Regions from separate parts of the Mus musculus genome. Here all the other regions are linked to region 2. A link is a contact called in public Hi-C data. All regions are on one chromosome and are shown on one strand. The core of a region is the stretch at or near the end of the contact, and the rest is flanking DNA. Distances in the headings are between cores, read along the strand shown. Region 1 has its middle 38 kb from the start of Gm52735. Region 2 has its middle 69 kb from the start of Gm32544. Region 3 has its middle 13 kb from the start of Gm52735.

Region 1 (4,359 bases), core at 1,305-3,804, 300 kb after region 2:
TCTGCCCTTCTCACCCCACAGTAGCAGAAGCAAATCTCTGCGGTTTCTATCACAGCAGAGGTGGGGGGGGGGGAGGAGAGATGGGTAAACACTGCCATGTACACAGCCAGGAAAGATGAAGCGATGCCCTGCTAGACAGGGGTCTCTGTGTGCTATGGCAGACCTGCCCCTGACCTTCTCTAAGAAGCTCAAACTACAAGTTGGAGGCCATTGCATCAGCAGAACCAGGTAACCAAAGCCAGGCCAAGGCACCTGTACACCAGCAGATGCATAAGTATGTGAGCCATTGTTACCCTGTGTGTCCAATCCTCGATCCTCCATGGCCTAGAGAATAGAGAAAACGGGAGGATAGGTTTAAGAAGCTGTGCTCTCCCTTCCTTTTCTCCTCCCCCCTCCTTCTTTTACTTGCTCTGTTCTCTACTCTGCCCTTCCTTCTCTCCCTCTCTCCTTTTCCTCCTCTAATCCTCTCCTCTCTCCGTTTCCCTCTTCTTCTCCCTCTTTTCCTCCATTTTCCTTTCCCTCTAGTTCACTCTCTGGATCCCTCCAGCAATAGACTGAGGGAAGAATTTCACATTGGCTGGGAGATGAGTTTGATCAGGATGTTGATAACTACAGGGGGTGGTTAATGCTTAAGGATAGAAGCGCAGAGAATGAGAGGTTAGGGGCAGAGAAAGATTCTATATGATAGTCTATTGGGATGATATTCAGATGAGTATCATGTTGTATTTGTCCAAACCCAGAGAATGCATAGCACCAAGACTGGCTTCTGGGTGTCTCCATATCAGCACAGGCTTATCGGTTCTAAAACACATACCACGCCCATGGAGCTGCTGATTGTGAGGAAAAGTATGCATGGGCATGCGTGGGCCTAAGGGGCATAAAGGACATTGATCTAAAATATAGTAGAGTAGGGCTGGAGAGATGGCTCAGATGGTAAGAGCACTGGCCTCTTCCAAAGGATCCAGGTTCACTTCTCAGTCTTCACATGGTAGCTCACAACCATCTGTAACTCCAGTCCCAAGGGATCCAACGCCTTCTCCAGGTCTCCACAGGTATTTCCCACATGTGGTGCCCAAACATACTTTCAGACAAAACATGTATACTTGGGAAATAAAAAAGCTTTTAAATCTCAAATTATAATAATAATAAGGTGCAGAGGACAGTAACCTGGTACATGGTTGGCACCCAATTTATATTTCCAAAATAGGTACCTTGTATGTCAGAATCAAAAACAATAGTTCTGTCTGGTTAACTTCAGTAAAGTGACATCAGGTCAAAAGGGATGGACTATGGATATTCATAACCGTGAAGATTGATCTCAAGCTAATTATAGAAAATGAAACAAGCCAGATTTTAAGTGATGCATGTTTTGTGTTTCAATTTCTATGAAATTCCAGAAAACATAAGCTCATCTCTAGTAACTGGAGGCATCCTGGGGAAAGAAGGGAAGGAACACACAGACTATAAAGCACACCAGGAAACTGGAGGGCATTGCTATTCACAAGTATATCCTATGTCAAAGTCCATCGAGTTCTACTTTCCAGACATGTGCCGCCTCTTATATGTCAGCTGGGCCTCAATTAAGACTCAAAATATTAAAGATGCTGTGAAAGGAAGCAAATAAGATTTCACAGGAAGAGGGTGGAAAGCTGGGATGTGAGAGGCCAGCTCCTTTACATACCCCATCAGAGTTGTCAGCAAAGTCTCAGCACACTATATTGCACACATGTGTGTCTGAACCTTCCCCTAAGTGGTCCATGTGAAAGAGCAGTGTGCAAAAAGCAGGAGTTAACTCTGATTTTCTAATCTTATCCGGGGGGAAAAAAAAAACTGATACAATTTTCTTTCTACCACTTAATACAGTCACTAGAAACCAGGCTACCACAAGTTCAAAACTAAAGTCAAATCAAAGAAAGAGCCATATTTCAGCATGGCAGGTAAGCCTCCGTTGGGACCTAACGTGTGAGTCATCTTAACCCTGCAGAGAGCTGTGACCCTCTGTCCAGGAGAGTCAGCCATATTGTGCCACAGTGCCGATGAGTCACAAGAAACCTGGCCAACCATGCCTGACAGCCTTTTCACCTCCTCCTGGGAAGCTGGCCCCTTGCTTTCTGCTCAGCTTTCTTCTTCTGTTCTCACTGATACTTATCCCCAGAATCCATTCCTATTTGAATTAGCATAATAAGAATATCCTATCTGCCGCCCTATGAAAAGCACACTAAGACTCAAAAAATCACCCTAACTACAAAGCGACTCTACTATATGTTTCTTACTTACAACACTAAAATGGATCTTTCTTTCTGTTCCACCATAAAATGGTCCAGATTCTCAACAGTCTCCCATCTCAGTTTGATACCATGATTGCCATAAATAAATTTCTTACGCACTCAAACCAGTTTTGCCCTTTTCCCAGGAGGCTTTTGCAGTGCTCAACATAAACCCAGATCTCTCATGTGATGCAATTGTGATTTAGGGAAGCAAAGACCATCATCAATACACAGTTTCGTCCGCCCACTCCAACAGCCCAATCTAACTGCAGCCAAGTCCCCAAACCCTGAAACTCCCACCCACAAGCTGCCAAACCCTCTGGTTGCCCTATCACTGGCAGATGCTACAATGCTCTGTCAGGAAAGGCTTGTGAGAAACTGAAAAGTGTACAAAATCAAACAGAATGCAAAGACAGTTTTTACTGAATTTAGGGTTTCAGGTTTCTGGAATGCTTAATGCTTCAGAATTGAGAGATTTGGGGTCCAGAGTCCCCTGATCCCCTTCACCCCCACACCATGGCTTTCAACAATTAGGAAAGACTTTGAACTGGAAGCCATGAAACAAATCAGATCACATCACATACTGTATCACAATTCTACAAAATATTCTAACCACTGAGTGATGGCACCTGATAGGATCATCACTTCTACATTGAAGAACTATGATGAATACTCACAGGGGGGACACAGTTCCTCTGCTGATGGGAAAGTCATACTCCACTGTTTACCACAGGCTCTAGATGGGCCAACGTCGCTAACCTCATACTACTGAAATGCTTTGGCCACAATCACATTATTCCTGAAGACCTCACTGGGGACCTTTATCAAGTCTCACGACCCTCATACTACTCAGATATAAATGCATACACCCCATTGTCCCACGTCCTCTCTGTATCCCTATCCCAGTACAAACCCACCGTGGTCATGTGTACTCCCATCCAAGTCTCATCTCTATGCGAATAAATCCTCTGTCCCAAAGGCCTAAGACTGCTTCTAAGATTCTCTTTCCATTTAAAGAGTTCTTTTAGTTACATTTATTATTTATTTCTATTATGTATGGATACATATGGGTACATGTGTGCCACGGCATGTATGGGGGGGCTCAGAGGACAGCTTGAGAAAATCAGTTCTCTCCTTCCAACATGTGGATCCTGAGGCCTGAACTGGGGTCATCAGACTTGGCAGCAAGCATCTTTGCCTCCAGGGACATTTTGTCAGCCCCGGAACTGGATTCTTAATGCCTTCCTCCCTAGCACCGCATTCCTCAAGACCCTAAGTCTTAAACTCAAGCTTCTTGTCTTTGCCAACCCACTATCTCAGATGCTGTTTCATTCAGTCCGATCACCCTCTTTGCTGACTCCTAAGGAGTCATCCTGGGATGCCCTTAATTACTAAAATATTATTGCTACAGTCATGTGTTTGCTATCATTTGTATCAGAATGGTATCTGACTTGTACTGTGCTACAACAAATTAGTACAAATCCAATTGCTTAAAACAGCACAATGCATTATTTTGCATTTTTATAGATCAAAATCCCAACATGGATCTGCCTTGACTAAAATCGGGGTGCCGGCTGGGCTGTGCTCCTTTCTGGAGGCTTTAGAGAGAACACACTTCCTTTCTTTTCCTAGCTTCCAGAGGCCACCTACATTCTTTGACTCGTGGTCCTTTCTTCCTTCAAAGCCTGCACTGGAATACCCAGCTGTCAGCCCATTGCTTTCTCTTTAAAGACCTTATGCTGGGCCATCAACATAGGCCATGATGACCTTCATGTACTGAGTAGGTTGATCAGATTCTTAATTCTTCTTTGTCATGTGAACATGTTAAGATCCTAGACATGAGACAGAATTCTTTGAAGAGGAAAAGGTGCATTATTCTGCCCACAAAGGTTATTTCTGAATTTTTCCTCTTCCTTTCAGAACCCTCAGTATTTTCAACCCTTAAGTTCCCTTAGAGAATAGAGTCTACATTGACTAAGCCCTCAGTGGCTGCAAGACTGAATCCTATTCTGCTCACTTCCTTTAGAAATCTGAGCAAGCCGGGCATGGTGCGAACGCCTTTAATCCCAGCACTAGGTAGGCAGAGGCAGGC
Region 2 (5,076 bases), core at 1,096-3,595:
CTATCTTCGGGGAAGTGCTCGCAACAAATTAGCGTCTTCAGAAGTGAGTCAGGGAAGATAATTTCTAATAAGACTTTCTGAAATGTGCAGTGCCCTTAGAGACTCGAAGCCGTGGCAGGTTTTCACTGGGGAGTTAGTAACTATGGCCCTCCCCTGGGTTGCTAGCATCTCAGCTCAGGAAAGGAAAGGGTGGTAGAGCTGAAGATGATGGCAGCCACTTCTACTTCTGTATTTCCAGTTTCATGTGCCTCTGAGGGGTCATGTGTGGGACGCTGTTCGTTTCTGTAGGAAAACTTACTGTTTCCTTCAGTGGATTTTTCCCCTATGAGACAGTGTCTTCCTATATCATCAATGCAGGCCTGAAACTTGCAGTCCTTCATCCTCAGCCTCCCCAGGGCTCCGATTACAGGCTTGTACCAGTACAATCTGTGGAATTCGTACAAGGGTTGCAACTCACAAAAGACCGCTGTTTTGTCATGCCAACTCACCATAGGAATTTAAGAAGGCAAGATGTGATCTTTCACCTTAAGTAGGTTGGGGGTGGGGGGACACTTGTCCCCACTGAGACCATGTTGGAGAATGCGTCAGCCTTGATGTATATTTGCTCTATGGTTTTAATCATTAGGCCTCAGTTACTTTGACTGCACAGTGCAACGGAGTAACAGCATCAGGATCTCAGACACTGGGTATACATGGCTGGGATTACAGCAGTGACAGAAGAGGTGAAGCTCTTGAGCTTCGTGAGTTCCTGTAACACAGGCAATTGTCATAGTGTTTGTAGCAACAGCATGTTGCTATTGTCATTTGGAATTCAGTCTCTTTGTTTCCCCAGTATCTTTTTTGGTTAGGGAAGAAATGCTATTGCACAGGAATTGTTTTTATGCTCATGTTGTACGTGTGTGCGCATAGGCATGCACATCTATGTATATTGCTAAAGGTAAATGTTTAAGGCTTGTCTTATAGGCCATTTAAAAAAAAAAAGAATAAAATGTGTTAAGCTGGTTACTATGGCTTGAACGAATTCTTCAAGTTTTGTCAGCCTATGTGCCAAATTGATCTGTTGGTGGCATCTGGAGGTGAGGCCTGGGAAGGTAATTAGGATTCAGTGAGATCACGAGCATGGGGCTCTACGGTGCCACTGATGACTCCAGAAGAGCGGGAAGAGAGACTCAAGCCAGCACAGTTGCTCTATGATTCTTCTACAGCAAGATGGTCCTCACCAGATGCCAAGCTGACACCAGCATCATGCCCTTACACTTCTTAGCATCCAGGGCTAGGAGCCAAAGAACCTTCTGCTCTTTATAAACACTTCAGGTACCTTGATGGAAAACAGATGAATATAGAAGCTTAACTTGACAGTTTCTCAAGAGGTCAAAGGATCTTGGAGGGGTCAGGGGAGAGGGAGGGAGAGAGCACAAACAAACAAAATACCCCAAAGTTTTCCAAGAAGACTCTAACCACCCACTCATTCCTGTTTTGCACAAGGATACCTAGACAGGGAAAGACTCATAGGGCATCATAGGTATAGAAATTCTCCAGGAAGAAATGTCATAGCTGTGGCCTCTAGAGATACTTGGAAATGCTCAGCAGGGAACAGCCCAGAGGTGCTTTCGGGCGAGTGTAGCCAAGGAGATTGACCTGGAGCATGAGGTGCACATGTGCTAATATACCCAGAATGTGTGACCCTGGAGTCTCAAAAAGGACTGGACACCTTAGTGTGTAGGGTGCAGAATGATATCCTGTTCAGAGGCTCACAGGCTACTCTGGGGCACAGGCAGGCTTCTGTGCATCCAAGAAGCTGGACAGCTTTGTCTAGAATGTGTGACGTGTCTCTGGAATCTTGTGCAGCAAGTCTCTGTTGTCACCACTGAAGGCAAAGCTCAGAAGAGAGATCACAGGTGAAGGTGAAGACTTGACTCCTAGTTCCTCTTTACACACAATTATCAATAAAGGTACTTCTATTAAGTCTTTTTGATACATGGGTAAATGTTCTCATAGTGTAGAAAGTTTAAGACAAAGCAGGATATGTTTTCTGGAACCTCAAAGCTGTGCAATGTCAGAGATGAAAGGACATTCCTGCTGATTAACACAACTTCTCTCTCTCTTTATTTTTTCAGAGCTGAGGGAAAATGGGGTTAGGAAAGGGACTCTCCCAAGGTCTCTTTATGGGTATCTGGGAAACCTGGGAGCAGAAGCCAGGTCTCCTGACTCTGAACCTAGAGCCTTTCCACCTCTTGATCAATTTACAACCTGAAGCAGGAAATCTGACTATCCTCTAATCTCCTCCCAACTCACAGAGCTACAAAAATAGATGCAATCTGGAAGCCCAGCCATGCCAAACATGGTGGCAGGCAGCCCAGCTCCTCTCCTCCTCCCCCAGCTGATGCTGATGGGAAGTCAGCCCCACAGCACTCTTGCTAGAAATGTGACAATTATCTATCTTTCATTCTTCTCTATATCTGGGTCTCACTGTTCAAGCAAGTTCAAAGCCACTTAACATCTGCCATCCAGAAAGGACAGACTAGGTAGGTCACAAGCTAAAATGTGTCCTACCTGAGAGTTTGTGAAGTTAAGAATATGGATGCTTTTGTGACTGCTTGTATGTAACAAGAGTCTCAAACCACTGGAGAAGGAAAGTGTGATGGCATCAGGGGAAACATAGGGACCTTCAGGTCTTCTGCCAAGATGGGATGCAAAAGACAACAGGACAAGTGAAGAAAGGCGGGGCTTATTAGAAGGTAGGCTTCAGATGGAGTCTGGACCCTGTGAGGGCCATCACAGGAACAAAAGACAAGACTATTTGATCGTAGAAACTGATATCAAGAAACTGTTTTTCTTCTTGCTGATACTTGGCAGGGGACTTGAAGGCATATATGAGACATGTGTGAGAGGATGCTCATTGCAGCATTATTTGGAATAAAATGGAAATAAACTAAACCTCCTTCCATAGGAGAAGAGATAGGATAAGCCATGGTGTGTGCAAATGATGTGATATCATGGAAGTGTCTAGAAAGACAAGGTTAAGCTATGCATTCTGACATAGAATTGTGTCCAATATACATCGACGATAAAACAAGAAAACCCACCAAACAACTGCTATGTGATGTGTTGTGTTCCCATGTATAACAGGAAATACACTCATTTGTACATGTGCAAGAAAGTTCTAGACCATGCAAGAAAATAAACTTCTAGAACATGTTGATTAAAAAGGAAGGCTTTGATTCACCATGAGATTATATGTCTAATTTTATAAAATTAGAAAACACCCAGAATTTATCTTCCCATATAATTATATTATTACATAACTTTTACAAAGTATGAAAAATAATAAATACTAAGGCTACGGGAGATGGTTTAATGTGTAAAGTAATTGCTGTTCAAGCATGGGGAGCAGAGATTGGGTCCCTAACACATATGTGAAAAGCACACATGATAATCCAGGTCTCTAACTCCATTCCTGATGGGGGCACTGAGCCTGGTGGAGTTCAGGTACTCACTGGCCAAGCAGTTTTGTCTAAAGGTTGAACTCCGGGTTCAGTGAGATACAGAGTCTCTCATTGTGTGTGTGTGTGTGTGTGTGTGTGTGTGTGTGTGTGTGTGTTAGAGAGTAATAGAGGAAGATATGTGACAGTGACCTCTGGTCTCCACAAGGCCTACAGATGAGTGTATTTGCACATGTGCATTTATGCATACATATCACACAATAAAGAAGTGAACAAACCAGAAAAAAATTACCCATGAGTTAGTTCTTCGCTAAATCTGGTTTCCCCCTCTGTATAGATTTTGTCCTTGGATGTATTTGTCCCAAAACTCTTGCCATAACCAACTGGAATTCTGAAGGTATACGCTGCAGAGACTGTAATGCTTATAAAAGGCAATGTGATGCATCATGATTCCATGTATAACAGGAAATACATGTATGTTTGTACATATGCATGAAACTTCTAGAATATGTGGGAAAATAAATTGCTGGAAAATGTTGATAAAAGGAAGGCTTTGATCAACATGAGAATATCTCTAAAGTTAAAATTTTAGAGTCACTGGGCTGTCATGGCCTTACTGATTCAGAGCCCAGATTCACTTTGCATAGCAAGGCCACCTGCCTTGTGGCCATCAATTAGATGTCAGGATGATGCCCAGATCTGAAATTTGGGACTTGTCTCTCTGCTCACAGCTCAGAAAGCTCATAACAAATGAGCAGAGAGGTCCTAGTAGCTCTAGCTATCACTGGAACAAGAAGAGGTTGAGGCATTTCCCCAGGTATTGCAGGATGAAGTAGGCATTGCTTTGTCCAGAGCTCTGTGATATGTTTGTGGAACTGCAGGGAGAAGCCTCAGATAGGGGACTTTGTGGGATACTGCTTTGGATCTAATGAATCCATGTTCACAAAAGGCAAGTTAGTAATAATGGTGGTACCCTCCCTAGGGACGATGACAGTCTGCAGAAGGATGAGATTTCTCGGCTAAGCTGTAGGTCAGTGATTAAGGAGAAGAACGGGAGCCATGTTCTCCATATTTGAGAACTTTTCTCCTATCTTACTAATTTTCTCTCACCCTTCTCTTCATTAAGCATTATAGTCTCTGAACGTAAAGGTATGAAGACACAAACTCAACCATTTCTTTTCAATGTTTAAGTCAGGCTTTGTCTACATGTTGTATGGCTTCATTCTTAGGACATTTTGGACAAAGGAAATGAGACTGTTGAGAGGACTGGGATGGCAGCAGGAATTAACTACAGCGGGGAACACAAGATATTTTAATTAATTAATTAATTTTATTTATTTATTTCACTCCAGATTTTATTCCCCCACTCACCTCGTCCACCCTTCCACTGTTCCACATCCCATACCTCCTCCCCACTCCCCCAGTCTCCACGTGGATGTCCCCAATCCCCACCCCACCTGACCTCTAAACTCCCTGGGGCCTCTAGTCTCTTGAGGGTTAGGGGCATCTTCTCTGATTGAACACAGACCCAGTAGTCCTCTACTGTATATGTGTTGGGGGCTTCATATCATCTGATGTATGCTGCCTGTTTGGTAGTCCAGTGTTTGATAGATCTCAGGGGTCCAGATTAATT
Region 3 (4,718 bases), core at 1,685-4,184, 270 kb after region 2:
CAAGATGCCAACGAGCTCTCTGTAACATATCAGGGAGGAGAGCAGACCCAGGAGAGGTGAGATCTGCAGGCAGAAATGCTGGTGGAAGGGAATTCATAAGAGCTGCACACTAACAAATGATGGGATTCTGAACATGTTGAACATTGTGAGTTGGTGAGAAAGGGGACAGTAGCCATATTTGCAGTTTTCATGTTTTGTTAAAAAAAAAATCATGCTGAGAAGCTGGAGAAATGACTCATCTGTTAAGAGTTCTAGCTGCTCTTCCAGAGGACCTAGGTTTGATTCCCAGCACCCACGTGGTGAATAGCAACAGTCTGCAACTCCAGATCCAGGGCCCTCATCTGGGCTCCACAGACATCAGGCACACTGTGGTACACAGACATATTTGCAGGCAAAACACCCATATACTTAAAAATAACAAAAAAGAAATTAAGTCATGATGAAAGGATTGAGAACATAAACTGAAGAGACTGATCCAGAAGCTTACAAAAGGGTAATTTATTACATGATAAATATAATTTTATATGAAGAGCTAAGAATTTATACACATATGATGGGTGATTCACTATCATGGGGTAACTATAATTAATACAGGATCAGGAATGGGAACCCTCAAATTTCAAAGCTCAGATGGGTAGTAGATATAGGAAGAACAAAGGACTCTTGGGTGGAAGTTCTCCCTGGCAGCCATATGCTAGAGGAAGGGCCTCTACATGTACTTAAGTAGACAGAGAATGCCTTGAAGACCCTATGCATGGATTGCACTATGCCTAGTTCATGAAAGGCAGCCATAGTGAATTAGGAAACAGCCAAGCCATTGCTCTGAAGGTACTGAATGCTCTGAGAATGGTAAGATGTGGCAAAAAAAACTTCTACAGCAGGTAGAAAAACAGATCTCAGAATGTTCTGCGGACCCATATCAGTGGCTGGAGTGACAAGCAGAGTGGCAGTTAGAGAACTTGGGTGTGGACATAAAGACAGCTGCCCTTTTTTTTTTATTGGCATGGTAAACTTGGACTTGACAATCTTTAAGAGTCAAATGAAGTGTGTTCTTGGGTTCTCAAATAATGCACTTTTTAAAATTTGACCTAGAGATACTGCAGGAAACTTGTGGAAAATATACAAAACCAGACGTAGCAGGTCACCCAAGAAAACCATGCATTCTCATCCAAGAAGCTAGTTGTTGGATGGGGTTTCCAAACAGACTCGGAATATAGTCAAACTCTTCAGAGTATTCCAGGAAGGATGCTGTAAACCCTTCCATGCGGCCTCCAGGGAAACAATGATAATAGGTGTAATTGACGCAGTGCTATGGAGTATGTACCATCTGTCACTAAGAGTAAAACTCACAGTAGTCTCTATGTAGTGAGGCTACACGGTATGTTAGCAGTCTTTTATCACTGTGACAAAATGGCTGAGGAAGCAATTTTAAAAAGAGAAGATTTGTGTTGGTTCCTGGCCTCAGTGGTTTCAGTCCATTGTCAGCTGCCTTCATTGTTCTTGGGCCACAGTGAGGTAGAACATTAGAACCGGAGAATGTGGAGGGAAAGAATGACTAACCCTGTGGTAGCCAGGAAGGATAGAGAGGCCAAGGGAGCAAGAAGGGGGCTAGAAACAAGACAACCCCTTGAAAATATACCTCATATGGCCTACTTCCTCTAAAGAGGACACCCCCTGAAAAAAAAACATCCTATTCTGAATCCATATAGGTATGAACAAGTTGATTAGATCAGGGATCCCAGCCACAGGCCATGATCCAATCATTTCTCCAAAGTCCAATGTCAGAACATTGCTTTGAAGACCAAGATTTTCAACCTGTGAGCCTTTTGAAAAGATATTTTATATTCAAGCCAGAGCGCATGATAGAGAGCAGTCTAGATCCAAAACACAAGGCCAGATGTGATTGGCTCCAGTGCCCATGGTTAGTCCCTGTGGTACTGATGGCCAGGCAGGGGGCCACATACAACAACCATGCTGAAGTACCAAATGCGTTTCCAAAAATGATTTTTAAAAAGCACGCTTTTTCTTACAAGAAAACCCAGACAACCACTGCAAGAGCTGATAAACTGCCCTGATCATTGAGTTCATGAGAAGGAACAGCCTTGAGCCTGCGGCAGCACAACCCTCAAGCTGCAGCGACATTGCTTATTAGTCTGGTGACAGACACTGGAGCCAACATAGATCTTCTGCCTTTCCATTGTGAATTCTCTCCTGGTTTGATGATATTGTTTGGAATTCTTGGTACAGACTTACCAATGGGGGGAGGGGTGGGGGGCAAGCAAATGTTTATGCTAAAAATATGAAGTGAATTATAAGGGGGTCTACACAGACATGGAGAGAGTCAACTTAACTTGAGCATACAGTTTTTAAAAAAGTATCCACTCTTGACTTGTTTTTCAAATGCAACATAATGGAGGCATACAAATAAGGATGTCTGTGGGCAATTATTAGAATTTTAGGTGGATCATAGAGCTTAGTAAGCTGAAACAGGAGTCCATGCACAGAGATGCCCAACTCCTCATGGCAGAAGTTACACTCCTTAGCCAGGAAGACCTCTGAAATACAGACTACCCCTTCTGTAGTCTGTAGCTGAAACGTAAGAAATGAGGGAGGGCAGGAAAGCCACTGTTCTCTGTGCAATTATAAATCAGGAAAGGCAGCACCAGTGGATAAACACGTATATGCATTCTCTCTCTCTCTCTCTCTCTCTCTCTCTCTCTCTCTCTCTCTCACACACACACACACACACACACACACACACACACACACACACACACACAGACATACACACACACACACAAAGACATGGGTATCATCAGCATTGAGTCTACACTCTGGAGAAGGTTTCAGCACTGACTCAAGTGAGAAGGGCTCTCCTGAGGCCTCCCTGGAGCCCAGCCAGAAACTCTGAGTCACTCCTTTCCACCTCCTGGGCGAGCAGCCAGGACAATCTCCGACCCCACCTCACGCTGAAGCCCGTGGACATCACGGATGACATGCCCATCTGCTGTCCCAGCAGGACGAGAAATAACCAGTGAGCACAATGTGCTTTGGAAACACAGAGTGTCAAAGACTTTCTTCTTCTTCTTCTTTTTTTTTTCCTCTGAATCTCATTCTCTTTAGTTTCAGGGAGCAAAAATGGAAAAGCAAGCAAGCAAAAATATAGACACAACAGGGCAGTTGCACACACGAACTTACAGTGGTTATGACGGCATGCACAAGACCCATACAAGTTCAAGCCAGACAAAATCCCAGTATGACTGGGGGAGTTGGCCTCCAAGTCCCACCCCTAACTCAGGGACTACTGGCAATCCATAACTGCCTAGAGACGAAGAACAGATTTTCTTTAAGGGTATGGCCTCTGGGAGGTAAAGCTCCCTCCGACGAGTGACCACATACCCAAGAACACACCGGCTGCACAAATTGGACTTGATAGGTTCTAGAAACGAAAGAGAGAGAGGATTCAAAGTTGGGGATGGTAGAGAAAGTCGGTGTGGATCTGGGAGGAGCTGCAGGAAAGATATGAAGATGATCAGTATACACTGTGTGGAAATCCCAAAGAACTAATGTAAATAAAAATTAGTCCAAATCTGGAGGCTTCTGTAGTCAGAAGTGAAATACCATCATACAGCTTATTGCTGCAGCTGCCTGTTCTGTGGCTACCTGCTGCACATGGAAATGCCATAGCCGGGGCTTCAGCCGTTTCGTTTGGCCCCCAATGATCACTTCTGAAAGGTGGGAGAGGAAACACCTAGCTTCACAGAGACTTGAAGTGCCAGGGTAGGGGGGATACCCAGGGGTCCCCACCAGATCAGAGGAGAAGGGGAGAGGAAGGGGGAAAGGTTGTGGAAGAGGGCTAGTGGGAGGGGGCAGTGAGTGGGATGTAAAGTGAGTAAGTAAAAGATAAAATTTAATTTAATTCTTTTTAAAACGTTATTATTTGATGCTGGCTATATACAAATGAGAATATCACTCCAGAGCTATCTCGGAGGGGATTCAACCTTCCTCAAACTTTTCTGAGAAATGAATCCTCAGAAATTCAAAGCTTCATCTGTAAGATGACACAGAAATTTAAGGAACTAAGTCTGAGATCTGAGAATATACTAAGCATTGTTATAAACACTTTAAATGCTCTCATTTCATTATCAGAAATGACCGATTCCTCTGAACCTGTGATTTCCATAGCAAAGCCATAGGCTTGCTTTCTTCCTTTCTTTCTTCCTTCCTTCCTTCCTTTCTTTCTCTTTTTTTCTTTTTCTTTCTTTCTTTTTCAGAGTGACTTATTTTTATGTGCATAGATGCTTTCCTGCTTATATGTCTGTGTGCAGGTGTCAGGTTCTTTGAAACTGGAGTTAGACACAGTTGTGAGCTGCTATGTGGGTGCTAGGAATTGAACTGGAGTCCTCTGGAAGAGCAGCCAGTGCTCTTATCTGCTGAGCCGTCTGCAGGAAGCCCTGGAGTTCCATTCCAAAATGATCATGGTAGCAATGACTTTCTCTTTGATAATGAGTGAACTGGCAGATATTACACATAAACCACACACTCAACTTTCATATGCAAAACTGTAATTGTTTAAACATTTGACAAAATATTCTTACCCACTACACACACTCTGAGATACAGACTGCTCCAGAATCATTTCTCATGACTCACCCACTTGCTCACTATCATGGGTGTTTGTCCGATATGCACAGGCACTGGGCTCTTGAGTGGGTCAC

What was found. Hi-C and Micro-C count contacts between places; a contact is called where the count stands out from the background.
Region 1: a Hi-C map of ventral hippocampal neurons shows a contact between it and region 2, with 1.6 times the contacts expected there. The contact joins two enhancer-like sites. A contact is called at or near these places in 2 of 484 Hi-C or Micro-C datasets (embryonic stem cells and ventral hippocampal neurons) and 1 of 9 other capture datasets (embryonic stem cells).
Region 3: a Hi-C map of cerebellum shows a contact between it and region 2, with 1.9 times the contacts expected there. The contact joins two enhancer-like sites. A contact is called at or near these places in 5 of 484 Hi-C or Micro-C datasets (brain, cerebellum, embryonic stem cells and 1 more) and 1 of 9 other capture datasets (embryonic stem cells).

Annotation. Positions count from the first base shown.
Region 1 is chr4:48,001,132-48,005,490 of GRCm38.p6, forward strand. No RefSeq gene overlaps it. Among named protein-coding and RNA genes, the nearest start is that of Gm52735, 38 kb to the left of the region's middle. Within about 2 kb of position 2,555, at least 9 of the 459 cell types and tissues checked have an H3K27ac peak or open chromatin away from gene starts, as enhancers often do. A contact at or near this core is called in ventral hippocampal neurons, where this site is marked.
Region 2 is chr4:47,705,831-47,710,906 of GRCm38.p6, forward strand. No RefSeq gene overlaps it. Among named protein-coding and RNA genes, the nearest start is that of Gm32544, 69 kb to the left of the region's middle. Within about 2 kb of position 2,346, at least 19 of the 459 cell types and tissues checked have an H3K27ac peak or open chromatin away from gene starts, as enhancers often do. A contact at or near this core is called in cerebellum and ventral hippocampal neurons, where this site is marked.
Region 3 is chr4:47,976,832-47,981,549 of GRCm38.p6, forward strand. No RefSeq gene overlaps it. Among named protein-coding and RNA genes, the nearest start is that of Gm52735, 13 kb to the left of the region's middle. Within about 2 kb of position 2,935, at least 10 of the 459 cell types and tissues checked have an H3K27ac peak or open chromatin away from gene starts, as enhancers often do. A contact at or near this core is called in cerebellum, where this site is marked.